Linked DNA regions of Ovis aries: region 1 is linked to region 2. A link is a contact called in public Hi-C data. All regions are on one chromosome and are shown on one strand. Each heading gives the region's core, a stretch centred on a gene start, on an enhancer-like site or on the middle of the called end of the contact. The rest is flanking DNA. Distances are from core to core; before and after follow the strand shown. Region 1 overlaps RASGEF1B (RasGEF domain family member 1B). Region 2 overlaps RASGEF1B (RasGEF domain family member 1B).

What was found. A called contact is a pair of places that touch in the nucleus more often than the background predicts.
Region 1: a contact with region 2 is called in a Hi-C map of liver, with 6 times the contacts expected there. The contact joins two enhancer-like sites. A contact is called at or near these places in 7 of 16 Hi-C or Micro-C datasets (blood, liver, mixed tissues and 3 more).

The regions. Positions count from the first base shown.
Region 1 is chr6:97,359,953-97,366,692 of ARS-UI_Ramb_v3.0, reverse strand. All of the region lies in intron 2 of RASGEF1B (RasGEF domain family member 1B), which reads left to right. Among named protein-coding and RNA genes, the nearest start is that of RASGEF1B, 220 kb to the left of the region's middle. Within about 2 kb of position 5,487, at least 1 of the 54 cell types and tissues checked has an H3K27ac peak or open chromatin away from gene starts, as enhancers often do. A contact at or near this core is called in liver, where this site is marked.
Region 2 is chr6:96,950,989-96,957,608 of ARS-UI_Ramb_v3.0, reverse strand. The region is part of intron 4 of RASGEF1B (RasGEF domain family member 1B); the gene reads left to right. Among named protein-coding and RNA genes, the nearest start is that of TRNAW-CCA, 160 kb to the left of the region's middle. Within about 2 kb of position 2,623, at least 6 of the 54 cell types and tissues checked have an H3K27ac peak or open chromatin away from gene starts, as enhancers often do. A contact at or near this core is called in liver, where this site is marked.

The DNA.
Region 1 (6,740 bases), core at 4,238-6,737, 410 kb before region 2:
TCTATCGGAGAATTTGAGACCCATTTAAAAAGTTTAATGAGAAAATAAGAAAACAAAAGAGAAGCTGTGGGTTTCTTCTAGAGATCAACATTTGTTTATTTGTTTGTTCAACACACAATATTTTTTGAGTACTTGTGATGGCATTTTTCGAGACACTGTTGTACAAATATATGGTGAATGAGAAAGAGAGATTGAGAAGAGAAAGTGAAATTTTATTTGTTGTCTCTGGATTTGTACAGAATGAAAAATACTGTCAATTGCTCTGATACAGTAATCTTGATTATGGATAAGTGTTATATGAAATGTGGGTGAGTGGTTTTCATATCACTAACCTGTGATATATAAGAGTCTTTTTCTTCCATGTGTTGTTAAAGTATGTTAATACATTGTATTGAATGATTATAAATTATGAAATTTAAAATGTCTATTTTTATTCTGAGTTAAGAAATTGTATGGGAGATGTCCCTATTTATTGTCTTGGCACATTGCTTAGAATGGCTGTATGGTTTTTAGTCTTCTGATAGCCAGGTTGAAGAGTGCCAGGTTATTTGGCAAGATTTCTGTCCCGCTGTGCAGTCAGACAGACATATGCTGAACTGTGGAATAAACCCAAACCTTTTCTTGGGCTGTGGACCATCTGAGGATATAGGTCATGGTCACTAATATATAGAACTTTATGTCGAAGACCTGTCAGTACTTAGCCGAGGTGATAAATTTGTGGCTTTCTGTTGGCTGAGAGTAGTTATGAACCATTCTGACTGAATGTAGAGTTTCTGGACTGCTGGTAAATTAACTAGAGATTACCAACACAGGGGTGTCCCCATGCTGCTAGTTGGCCAGAGAATGTTGGCACCAAAGAAGGCTTTCTTGGCCAGCCCCCATGAACAAACTGGCCTAGAGTCTGACATTGAGAGTTGACAATGATCCAAGACCAAGGTGCATCTTTTGAAGAATGTATGGAATTGGTTTTGGTCATCTTTTTAAAATTTCTTTCCTTAGTTAATTTCCCTATAAATAGCTATAACTGAATGATACTTTTTCCCTTTTATTAATTACATTTGAATTCAACCATATGCTCTTTTGTAATACTTTCTAAGTCAAATTATCAAGCATTTCTAAAGAGAGAATTGGTATGGTATTCCCTTTTTGTTTCAGTTAAGTTGAAGAGGTTGAATTCTGTATCTCTGGGGAGTTTAGGAGGTTCCATATACTTCTGATGATGGGGTTTGGAAACCCCTTTTCTAACTGCACAGGAGTAAAGAGTCTGGTAGGAACAATTGGATGCGAAAATATAAAATTAAAGACCAAAAGTCCTGCTGGCTTAGATGGTAAAGAAACTGCCTGCAGTGTGGGAGACCCAGGTTCAATCCCTGGGTCAGGTAGATCCCCTGGAGGAGGGCATGGCAACCCACTCCAGTATTTTTGCCTGGAGAATTCCAAGAACAGAAGAGCCTGACAGGCAACAGTTCATAGGATCGCAGAGTCAGACACGACTGAGTGACTCACTCAGGCTTTCACTTTCATCATCTTATAAGTTTCATGCCCCTTGTGGTGAACGTCTCTGTAAAGATGGAAAGTTTGAACAGCGACAGGTTGCCTCCTTCTCTTAAGTCATTAGTTAAAAGTCCTTGATGAAAATGCGGAGGTTTCCAGCAGGAAAGCCGAGCCTGTAGTGTTGGCATGGAGTGCTGGACGGCAGACAGCTCCCTCACCCAGACCAACCTGGCCCAAGCTTTGGCTACTTGTTCCATGTTTTGAATAGATTAGTGTCTCTCTTGAGTGCATATGTATTTAATCATTCACTCATATTTGGCTTTCTCTAGCCCTCCAGTGTTCTTGCCTTGAGAATCCCAGGGATGGGGGAGCCTGGTGGGCTGCCGTCTATGGGGTCGCACGGAGTCAGACACGACTGAAGTGACTTAGCAGCAGCAGCAGCAGCAGCCCTTCATTTTACCTTGTTTATTTCACGTTTTCATAGCACTGCATTGTATGAAGACATGAATTGTGTCTTAATTAGTTTTTAATATTTATCCCATTTATAGCGGAGATCAATGACTTAATAACTGGCAGTTGCCAGCCTCCCTTATGACGTATCCAAAGATGTATGATGGTCTCTGGCTTGGCCAAGGCCACTGTCCTGACCTGAGGGTGTCTGACTTGAAAATGAAGATACATTTCCAGGCAGGTTTTCCACTGCCCCCCTAACCCCTGGCCACTCCCAGCACTGACTTCATTATTCCTTTTTGTACACCCACTGCTCTAGTTAAACTGGATTAGGAATTTTTTTCCCAAACACTGCCTTCACCCTTTACCCTTCTGAGCCTTTCCTCTTAGTTATTACATCTGTCTGAAATTACTCACTGACATTTTTCATCCGTCAAACTCTAATCCAGTGTTGAAAGGCTAGTTGATCTTGAGGAGGTTAAACAGGAAATTGTAGCAACATTTCACCTGCTTCTTTCTCTTCCTTTCTCCTCCTCTGCCACACAACTGTGGCTGATCAACTAAACAACAACCACCACAACCACACAACCATACACAAAACTAGCAACCTCGTTTTCTCTCATAACGTCCTTAGCACTTTTCACGCCTTTGTTACCTTCTAGTTTTTACAGCAGTTGTTGTATATTGTAAATTCTCTATCAAATTACAAACGTGTCAAGGAAGAGAGCCCCACATCTCAGTCACTGCACGCTTATTCACAGTCCATTCTCCTCTGTCTTCCCCCTCCTTACTTTCCACTGTACTTTGTATATAGTAGATATTCAGACAAATATTAAATTATCTTGAAGATAAATTTCATTATTAAAGTGAAATAAGATCAAAGTATGCAACATGCACTGCTTAAAACTCTCTGAAGTGGGAAGTTAAAGAAGGTGAAAGAATCAAGGGCTTTTGTTTTTAAAGTCATTTAAATGGAAATAATGTTAGTTGCGTATCTAGCGGCGCAGTAAAAAGGCCTGTCTTTGACCCTCATGGCAGAGTTTTGGGAAACACACTCTGATGTTGAGGTTTGTGTGTGAGAAGTTTCCCGGGAAGACCACACCCCCTGTGTGAGACCAACACCTTGTGGGAGGGAGGAGGGAGAAAACAGAAGGTAAGCTCAGCTGATCCCCCGGAGAGTTCTAGAACTGGACATCACTGCAGAGCTGGTCCTTCTCACGTCAAGAGGGCTCAGTCTTTATACAGTAAGTCCCCTACATACTAACCTTCCAGTTGTGAGCTTTCAAAGATGCAAACGTGCATTCCATCAATGTCAGGCGTGAGTGAAATTGCAGCTTGCCCTCCATCTCCTATTGCTGACGATCCTTCAGCTCTACCATCTCCCACCTCCTCTCCTTCCTCCAGTCAGGAACTCTTTTTGCCTGGACACTCGATGCTAGCCCCTGTATGCCAGCTGATGTACTGTACTGTAAGATTAAAACTGTTCTCTTTATTTTTTTTTGTTTGTTTATTATGTATTATTTGCAAAGAGTTGGACATGACTAAAGCGGCTTAGCACAGCGCAAACATCTCTATGTTAATATTGTTATTTTTGTTTTAACTTTTCAGTTTTGATATTGTCTCTTGATGTCTGCTACAGGAACTGATGACTTAGTTTTCTTCTATCTCCTGTCTCTGTCCCCCTGGCCCTATTTTTCAATACATACTTTCCCCGATGTCTTCCAGATATGGTTATGTTCTAGAGTTGTGGTTTATCTTGTTGAGCCTATGTTACTGTCATTTATAGCTGAGCCATGCGCTATGTTATGATTGCATTTGCTTTTCTATGTAACTTTTAGGGAGTTTTTGGAGTTAATAATTACCAGGAACTCTATGCCTCAATTTCTCCAACTGTAAAATGGGGATTAACTGTCATTCTCTCATGGGGTATTCAGACTATATAGATTTTAATTATTAATTTTCACTGACTTTATTTTTTATATGTGTGCATGCTAAGTCAGTTCAGTCATGTCCAACTCTTTGCGACCCTATGGACTATATAACCCCCAGGCTCTTCTGTCCATGGGATTTCCCAGGCAAGAATACTAGAGTGGGTTGCCATTTCCTCCTCTCGGGGATCTTCCCAATGCAGCGATTGAACCCAAATCTCCTGCATTGACAGATTGGTTCTTTACCACTGGGTCACCTGGGAAGCCTTTTTTTTTTTTAAATATATCAGCCCCTAATTCATCTCAGATTTTCTAATGGAACTGTAAATATGCTCAAAACACTTCATCACATGTTAAGTGCTCAATCAATAAGGGCTTAAAAATGTGCATGGCTAATACTCATGATATGCAGATGACACCACCCTTATGGCAGAAAGTGAAGAAGAACTAAAGAGCCTCTTGATGAAAGAGAAAGAGGCGAGTGGAAAAAGTTGGCTTAAAGCTCAACATTCAGAAAACTAAGATCATGGCATCTGGTCCTATCACTTCATGGCAAATAGATGGGGAAACAGTGGCTGACTTTATTTTTCTGGGCTCCAAAATGACTGCAGATGGTGATTGCACCCATGAAATTTAAAGCCGCTTACTCCTTGGATGAAAAGTTATGGCCAACCTAGACAGCATATTAAAAAGCAGAGACATTACTTTGTCAACAAAGGTCTGTCTAGTCAAGGCTATGGTTTTTCCAGTAGTCATGTATGGATGTAAGAGTTGGACTATAAAGAAAGCTGAGTGCTGAAGAATTGATGCTTTTGAACTGTGGTTTGGAGAAGACTCTTGAGAGTTCTTTGGACTGCAAGGAGACCCAACCAGTCCATCCTAAAGGAGATCAGTCCTGGGTGTTCATTGGAAGGACTGATGCTGAAGCTGAAGCTCCAATACTTTGGTCACCTGATGCGAAGAGCTGACTCTTTCGAAAAGACCCTGATGCTGGAAAAGATTGAGGGCAGGAGGAGAAGGGGATGACAGAAGACGAGATGGTTGGATGGCATCACCCACTCGATGGACACGGGTTTGGATAGACTCTGGGAGTTGGTGATGGACAGGGAGGCCTGGCATGCAGCGGTTCGTGGGGTCGCAAAGAGTTGGACACGACTGAGCGACTGAACTGAAGTTAACTAAATACTCATGAACCCCAGAGTAACTTAATTGAGGGAAGAATGCATTCAGAATTGGGAGGCCTGGTTCAAGGTATGGATCTGCCCCTACCTGCCCCTATGACTTTGGGCTGACATAGTTGAATTGAAGTTTTATAATCTGCAAATAAGAGAATTGGGTTAGATAATCCCTAGGGTCTCCTCCAGGTCTGGAACTCCGTTAATGAACTAAAGGATGTGCAGAAAATATCAAACAAATTAAGGTTATAGTGGTATTGGCTGCCACCAATTTTGGAACCACCTCTAGAAGACCTGTTAACCACCTCTGTCTGGCAAGAGTATGGAGCTATCACTCACACTGTGATAAAGAACATTGCTTAGCATTCGATTGGGGCAGGTGTCCTACCCTATGGGACACCTGGTTGTAATTTAAGGGAGCCACCACTACATGTCGCTGTAGGTTATTTAACTAGAAGGTCAGGAGGCACTCCAATGTCCTCCAAGCCTCAGAATTACCCTGTGTTTGGTCTTCTTACAGTCAGAACTACACACTTTCAATACTTAAGCATCTAGAATACTTAGATGGAAATTAAAGAATTTAAAAGGAAGACTGTAATACCTTCCAAATTCTTCCACTTGCTGTTCCCTCAAATACTGTATCTACATATCTAGGTACTGATGCAAACTGAGTAAATGTTAATTGCTCAGTTGTGTCTGACTTTTTGTGACCCCATGAATCTCCAGGCTCCTCTGTCCATGGGATTCTTCAGGCAAGAATACTGGAGTCAGTAGCCATTCCATTTTCCAGGGGATCTTCCCAACTCAGGGATCAAACTTGGGTCTCCCGCATTGCAGGCAGGTTCTTTACCATCTGAGCCACCACAAGTGGTATTTAAAGGAATTCCCACTTGAGCAGTTCCTAGATTCTTTGGTTTATGAAGTGAAAGTGAAAGTTGCTCAGTTGTGTCCAACTCTTTGTGACCCTGTGGACTATATAGTCCATGAAGTTCTCCAGGCCAGAATACTGAAGTGGGTAGCCTTTCCCTTCTCCGGGGGATCTTCCCAACTCCAGGATCAAACCCATTTCTTCCACATTGCGGACTGAGCCATAAGGGAAACCCAAGAATACTGGAATGGGTAGTCTATCCCTTCTTCAGTGGATCTTCCCAACCCAGGAATCAAACCAGGGCCATCGACATTGCAAGCAGATTCTTTCCCAACTGAGCTATTAGGAACGCCCACACCTTTTTGTTATTTTTCTCCCTTAAAAGTAAAGAGATTAAGCTACAGAACGGAAATATGAGATTTTTTTGTTTCCTGGTTCTTCTTTTTTATCTGTAAGCTTTTCTGGAATCATAAATACTCACTGTCTTTCATTGATTTTATGAAAATATACACGCATTTTTCATATTTTAGCTTTGATGAAATTGTGATGCTTTATAGAGTCAACAACAACATATGATTAGCTGCACTTTTTCCTTTTTAGTGATGGACAGGGAGGCCTGGTGTGATGTAATTCATGGGGTCACAGAGTCGGACATGACTGAGTGACTGAACGGAACTGAACTGAACTATGATCAATGATGTCTTTTGTGTGATAAAATATTGTATCTTGTATTATGGTGTATCCATCTTCATTTATTCGGGCTTCCCAGGTGGCTCAGCAGTAAAGAACACGTCTGCCAGTACAAGAGACGTGGGTTTAATCCCT
Region 2 (6,620 bases), core at 1,374-3,873:
GTATATGCCCGATCAGAGATTTGGGAGGAAAACAACTAGTCAGGTGAGGTTTAGGGCAAATGTAGAAGTGACTTCTAAAAGGATATAAAAATATAAATGCTAGGCTGTTGAGATTTTCGTAACAGATTAAAAAGTGTGGCAGCTTGTTGGATCCTATTATTAATGGTTATTTTATTTGGGGGGGAGGGAGGAGGGGGTTGGGCCAGGGAGGACCTGGGGCATTTTTGACAGAAATCAGGGTTCACAGCTGATGCTCTGTTACACCTGTCAGGCAAAAAGTGGAGAAGATCAGCTACTGATTAGCAAGTTTCTTGTTGGCATCCTTCTACATGTTGGTCAATCCTTTGTTTTCCTAGAGGTGGCAACATTTCTGGCTACTAAGCCTAGTACTTTCCAGTGGTCTAATGGACTATTAAAGTCTTAGAATTTATGTCACCCTTGGTGCACTTTCAGTCTTGCTCTATTTTATATGCTCCACTAGACACTTAATCTGATGTTTGAGATCCTACTGACTTTTGGAGTAGAAAATCATAAACCATTTGTATTTATTTTTTAAAATTTAATTTATTCTTATCCATATATTAAATATTTAAATATTATTTACCATAATTCATGCTTATTACTAACACTGCATTCTTACAGTCTAAAAATAGCTACTAGCTAATAAGCTACAATAGACAAAAACATATCAATTGAATAACACCTCTCTAGGAGAAAAAAGAAATGGTTAAGAAAATTGAAAGGGCAAAGCTAGGTGATGGTCTATGTTGGTAAGGTACCTAATATGGCAGAGGAAAAGATGGGTTCAACTTCATCAATCTCCAGAGGTGGCCTGGAACAATTGGACTTTGGAGGAGAATTCGGATGACCCCAGAGAGAATATCTGCTTGAACAAGAGATGAGGAAATGTATCCTCCCTTCCTTGGGAGAAGAATCTGGCATCTCTGAAGCAGGGACTTAGAATCTTGATTCTGATGCCACAGATAATAAATGGAAAAGCCAACATTTTGTGTGGTTGTAAGGAGACGAATTATAATATTGAAAATACTTAAGATTGATGAGGTTTTTGTCTTTGGTGGTTGAATTCAGATGTTACCTCCCCTTCAGTTGTACTTTGGGGTTTGCAGTTAAATTTATAAAAATTAGATTTGTGCAACCCTCTCATCCTAGAATGACAGATGTAGCCAAGTGCTATAGGCAGATTTCTGCCTTGGAAATAGAGAGGAGGGGTCTAATCAGTATGGAGCCCTAACAAGTCACTCCTTCTCTCCCTATGCCTGCAACATCTGTGAAATTGATGAGTTGTCACACTAGATGATTTATGAGTCTCTTTTAGCTCTGTGTTAGCTGACTTATTTTGCTATACTATCACTTCATTCATTTGTACCATTTATTGGCTGTGGAAGAATGAAGGCTGAAGTAATGATCTGTGGTTAGATGTTCAGCTACTTTCTGGGTACACAAAAATGAAGACAGGAGAGTGAAATTTCTTATTGATGAAAATTATGTAAAGATTTACTGTTTGCCTGAACTGCCTTTTGTTTTTCTCCTACAAGTGTTTTTAAAAATGCTAGTTTTCAAGAAGGCTGAATGAGGAAAATTTTTTGACCTTTTAATTTAGTGTTACTATTAAAACCGATCATCTTAAAATCAATCTTTTGACAAGTCTGTATATTACTTTATATGGTCTGTATATTACTTTGTTTCGAGGTATGTCTATGTCTAGAAGTCATTCAGTTGATTCATATTTTATTAGGAAACTCTGGTATGAAAATTACTGTAACACAGAGAAAGCACAAGTTAGTCTTGTAAGAAAGGAAAGCACTTTATAGACCACTAATATCCTTCTGTTTATCTAAAAGGGAAGAATGGAGGAGGGGTGGCAGATAAGGGTAATTTTTCAAGAACTTGCAGTCAAAAAAATAGTATTATCCCAGTAACCATGTTGATAGAAAATTATACTTGTTTACTAAATGTCCTAAGTATCAGGTTATTTTCCTACTGAGGTAAATTGGGTGTAGAAACATAAACCCTTTTAGTTAAGGTTGCTTCCCCATTTGATATTCTGTAATTTGACTTGAAATCTATCATGTGTAAATGATGATTCCACTACTTATCTCTGTGCTGTGCAATATGGTAGCCAGTGCTGTTCAGTAACTAGCCACATGGGGATATATGAACTTAAGTTTAACTAAATTAAACAAAACAAAAAAAATTGCACGAGTCATGTTTTAAGTGCTCAATAGCTATGTGTGTAAGTGGCTGATGTATTGGCCAGAAAAAGAAAGTTTCAAATATCTCAGCAAGCTCTTTTTGACAGCCCTTAATTAGATGATGATGATTTTGATTATCCAGAAGATCATTTTTATTCCTCTGGGAAAATGACAATTAATTCTCATCATAAACAGCACCCAAGACGTAAGGAAATAAGACCGACTGGCTTTGTATGTTTGCAACTGTATTTCATGAGCAATGCCACCTTCCAAAGTTCAGTAATTTGCCACAATCACACATGCCAATTTCTCAAAAAATTTCCCCCAGAACTCCCAATTGTCCTTTTACTTTTCTAAACCAGCACCTACTGTTTCTGCTAGAATGCACCAGCCCTTTCAACGACAAGGAACGTGGAGCCATCTACTGTTAAGGCCAGGAACTGCATGGAAGTTGTAGATGAAAAACTGTAGGAAGAATATGCATGGGGATCATTTCCTACAAAAAAAAAAAAAATAGTAAAGATTTATCTCAAAGAAAGGTTTTAAATGATCCTCCAGGCCTATTTATAGTTTCCATGTACTGAATTGTTATTTTGTGTCTTGATAAACTGCTGACAAGATATTCCCAAGTCAAAAGATGACAAACTTTAGCTTTGTTTTTCTTCCAGGGAAACCAAAGATAGTAATTATTTGAGTCAGAATTCTTTTCCTTCGTTGATTAGGAATTAGTTTTTTTTTTTTTTTAAAGTAGCATCTAGGGGAAATGAAGCAAAATGCAAATTCATTTTTTTATATGGAAACCTGTAACAAATCAGGAAATATCCCTATTTCATGCTTATAGAGAGAAATAGGACCTTCTTTCCTCAGAAATACTGATTATTTCCCCTTGACTGTGAGATCTCCTAAGCATCTGGGGCTCAGTTCCAAAGAATGTACTTATCTGGGAGTTACTTACTTTTTGTTCTCACGCCAAAGAGGTGAGTCCATTCTTACTTGTCTGCTCTGCATTGTTTGTAATCTCAACACAATACCTCTTTTTTCAAGGAGGTTAACAAAGGTGTAGCTTTACTAGCATCTAGAGATGCTGCTAGGGAGAAATGAGAAGATCATCTTTGAGATGTTTTCAAGCTCAAAATAAGCATGTTTTAGATTGTGTTGGAAACTTGATTTTACTTTCTTCCAACTCAGATCCATAATTAGAGAAACACTCTCTGAGCCTACTGTTGACTGTTGTCTTCTGAGATTCCACAGTGCCTGAAGGAGGACAAAAGTACTTGAGATCCCAGCTGGAGTCAAGCTGAAATATGTGAACTCTTTTTTCATTCCCATCTCTGGAACCTCAAGTGAGAAAGGGAAGTGGTGGCCTCTCACCAAAGGGCAAAGTTCCTCTGGAATCTAGATGGGAATTTGGGAACCAGTCATTCCCGGATCTTAAATTAAGCCTCTCCTTACTAAGCAAATATGGTTTCGAAGTTCAACTGTGATAGAGTGGCTATCCTCTACCTCACTGGGACACATGCCCAGCATTTTTGAACAGAAGCAAAAAGATAGTAATCAATATAAAGGCATTGGGTTTATTAAATATCTCACCAAGGCGCTCTATGATGAAATAGGGAGAAATACACCTCTTTTTTTTCTTACACTCCTACCCTTTGCAATCTCATTCTCCTGGGTGTAAATGAAATGCTGACTTGACATCTTGGTAGAGATTTACAAAACACCTAAAGCAGATGTTGAAGGATGGCCTTTGATTTAGTTCCCACACCCATCTTTTCCTGGCCCTCTTTTCCAATTTGCATTGTCACCTGAAACCACCTTAGCCTCATGCACCTGCCTCCCCATAAATAACCTTGTGCAAAAGCAGTCGCTGATTCAAGCACAGTCTGCTTTTCATCTGGTGCCTTAGTTGGTTTGAAACCATTAGGCATGCCTTTCAAATCCATTCATCCCTTAAATCACCCAGAGCCTGCTTCCTTGCTGCTGGATCAATGTCACGCTGAACTCTGGCAGGGTCCTTGAAAGAACATGATATATCTTTGTGACTGAATTAGCTGCTCCTGTGAGATATCTTGTCTGTCAACCAACTTTCCAGGTTCCCAAATTCATTTTAAGAAAGAGCATTCATCTTGTATACCTGGATTGGGTATCGCTTACTTCCCCTTCGGAAGTTTCCCAGAAGAACCTGTAATCTGTATGCTAATTCTGGCGACTCAAAGCTTTCTTTTATCCTGGGTCATTGTTTTAAAAACCAAATTCATTTCCCATTGTCTCATTGCCTTCTCTCCATTCCAAAGTCCTCAGTTTGTGGAGGGTGTGGGAGGCGGGGAGGCCTATTTAATTATCTCTGCCCCCCCAAAAAAGAAGTGTCTTTTTCATTCTCTTTAACTCCATTGGATCAGTACTACCAGGAAAAAAAAAAAATATTGCTTTCTAAGGAGCCAGTTTTGAATGTGTTACACCAAGGTTCTCTTCAGAACCACCATATTCTCCTTCTTTGAGGAAGTGGGTAATAAATACGATCCAAGTTCTGTACAGGCCAGCACACATACTTCCTAATCTGAGATCTGAACTCTCTAAAAGTATATACACATTTGTTGGTTGATTTCTTGCAGAGAAGTTTGTGATCTCCCTAAAGAGCTAGAGCCACTGGCCAAATAGAATATATTCTGAGTTTCCAGCAACTGGGTTACAAATGAAACTTTGCAAGGTGAGAACTGTTTGTGAGGTTAACCTGTCTCTTAAGCCTTATCTTCCTGGTAGTAATTTGAATAGAGTCAACAGCTTTTTCAAGCATCTCACATAAATCTCACTTTTTCCAAAGGAGTTAACTGCTTTGAAGTTTGACTTAACCAGCAAATTAAGGACTCTGCTTAATCGCCTGGGGGAGGAAATGGCAATCCGGTCCAGTATTCTTGTGTGGAGAATCCCATGGACAGAGGAGCCTGCGGGCAGCAGTCCATAGGATCTCAAAGAGTTGGACAAGACCGAGCACAGCACAGCACTTAATGCTGTCACTTATTTCAGTTTTGGAAAAAAGTGACTTTCTCCTAAACCAGAATTTTTGCTAGCTGGTCCCCACAGCAGGTACACTGGGTTGGGCAAAATTTGTACTAAAGAAGGATGGAGAACTTGGTGGAGGATGTGCTAAAGGAGGATGGAGAAGGTAGTGTTGAGATTATGCTGGAAAGGATAGAGAAGGTAAGTAAATTGAGAGTTTACAAAACCCCACAGACAGAACATAGTAATTGTGAGAACTGTAAAGAGAAGGTTTGCTGCAGATAAGAAGCCAGAGCTTCACTGAGATTAAAGAAAATAAATGGAAGCTGTGGGTAGGAACTACCTTAAACTCAGTCTTCCGTCCACTGGGGTAATGTTAGCAAAGGATTCCTGGAATTAATAGCTCCCGGGGCTAAATGCTTCTTTGGATTCTCATGTCCAGTACTTGGACATTCTGTGAATTTGTTTTCTTAAACAAAAACCAAGCCAATATTTAATCTTCTGAGCCTCCCTATTTAATTCTAGAAATGTAGCAGGTTGAACTAAAGTCTTGGACATCAAGTTTGAGCAATGCTAAATAAACAGTTCCTGATGTGGATAATAAGAGGAAAGATACTTGAGAGAAAAAAATTCCACTATGTTTATCTTTGGAAGTATTTAAAAATCCACTTCACAAACAGTACTTTCTGTGCCATTCTGCTGACCTTTCCTCTTGTTTAACAAATACATCTATTACGCAAGGCAGTTGATCTTTCCAAAAAACAGACTGGCCACTTGCTAGAGATTGTCCAGAAATTAGTTATGCCTACTGTGATCTATGAGCTTTCTTTGTGTCATTTTATCTCATCAGATTTTTTTCTGGAAATCTATAAAGTACACACAAGCAAATATCACTGTATTTCATTGAATCTAAGATTTCATCCATTATAAGATGCTCTTTTTTTTTTTTTAGTTTTTTATTTTTTAAATTTTAAAATCTTTAATTCTTACATGCATTATATATTGCTAAAAAAAAAGACTGATGGTTAAATGTATTTTCTTGTCACTCAACTATCTAATGAATCCCAATTTCAAAGAAACTAAAATATAAAGAAGTGTATATGAGAATCTCTGAAATCTTTGACTAGAGGGGATTATTCTTTGATGGCAAAGGTCAGTATCTTAAATACTTCTGTTGACAGTGTTGCTTTTTAATAAGAGTAATTAATGGCCTATCATGCATCTTTGGAGCAAGGATTTATGTAGAACTTGTAAAGCATATAAATTATTCTAATAGACTACAATTTGGGACAGACTGACAGGCTTTTCATTTAATGGGTAAACATTAGAAGTTCAAAGAAGACCATTTGCAGTATAGCATGATGTAGAGTTGTAAATTTTGAACCTGGAATGTGAAGACCTGGGTTTGAA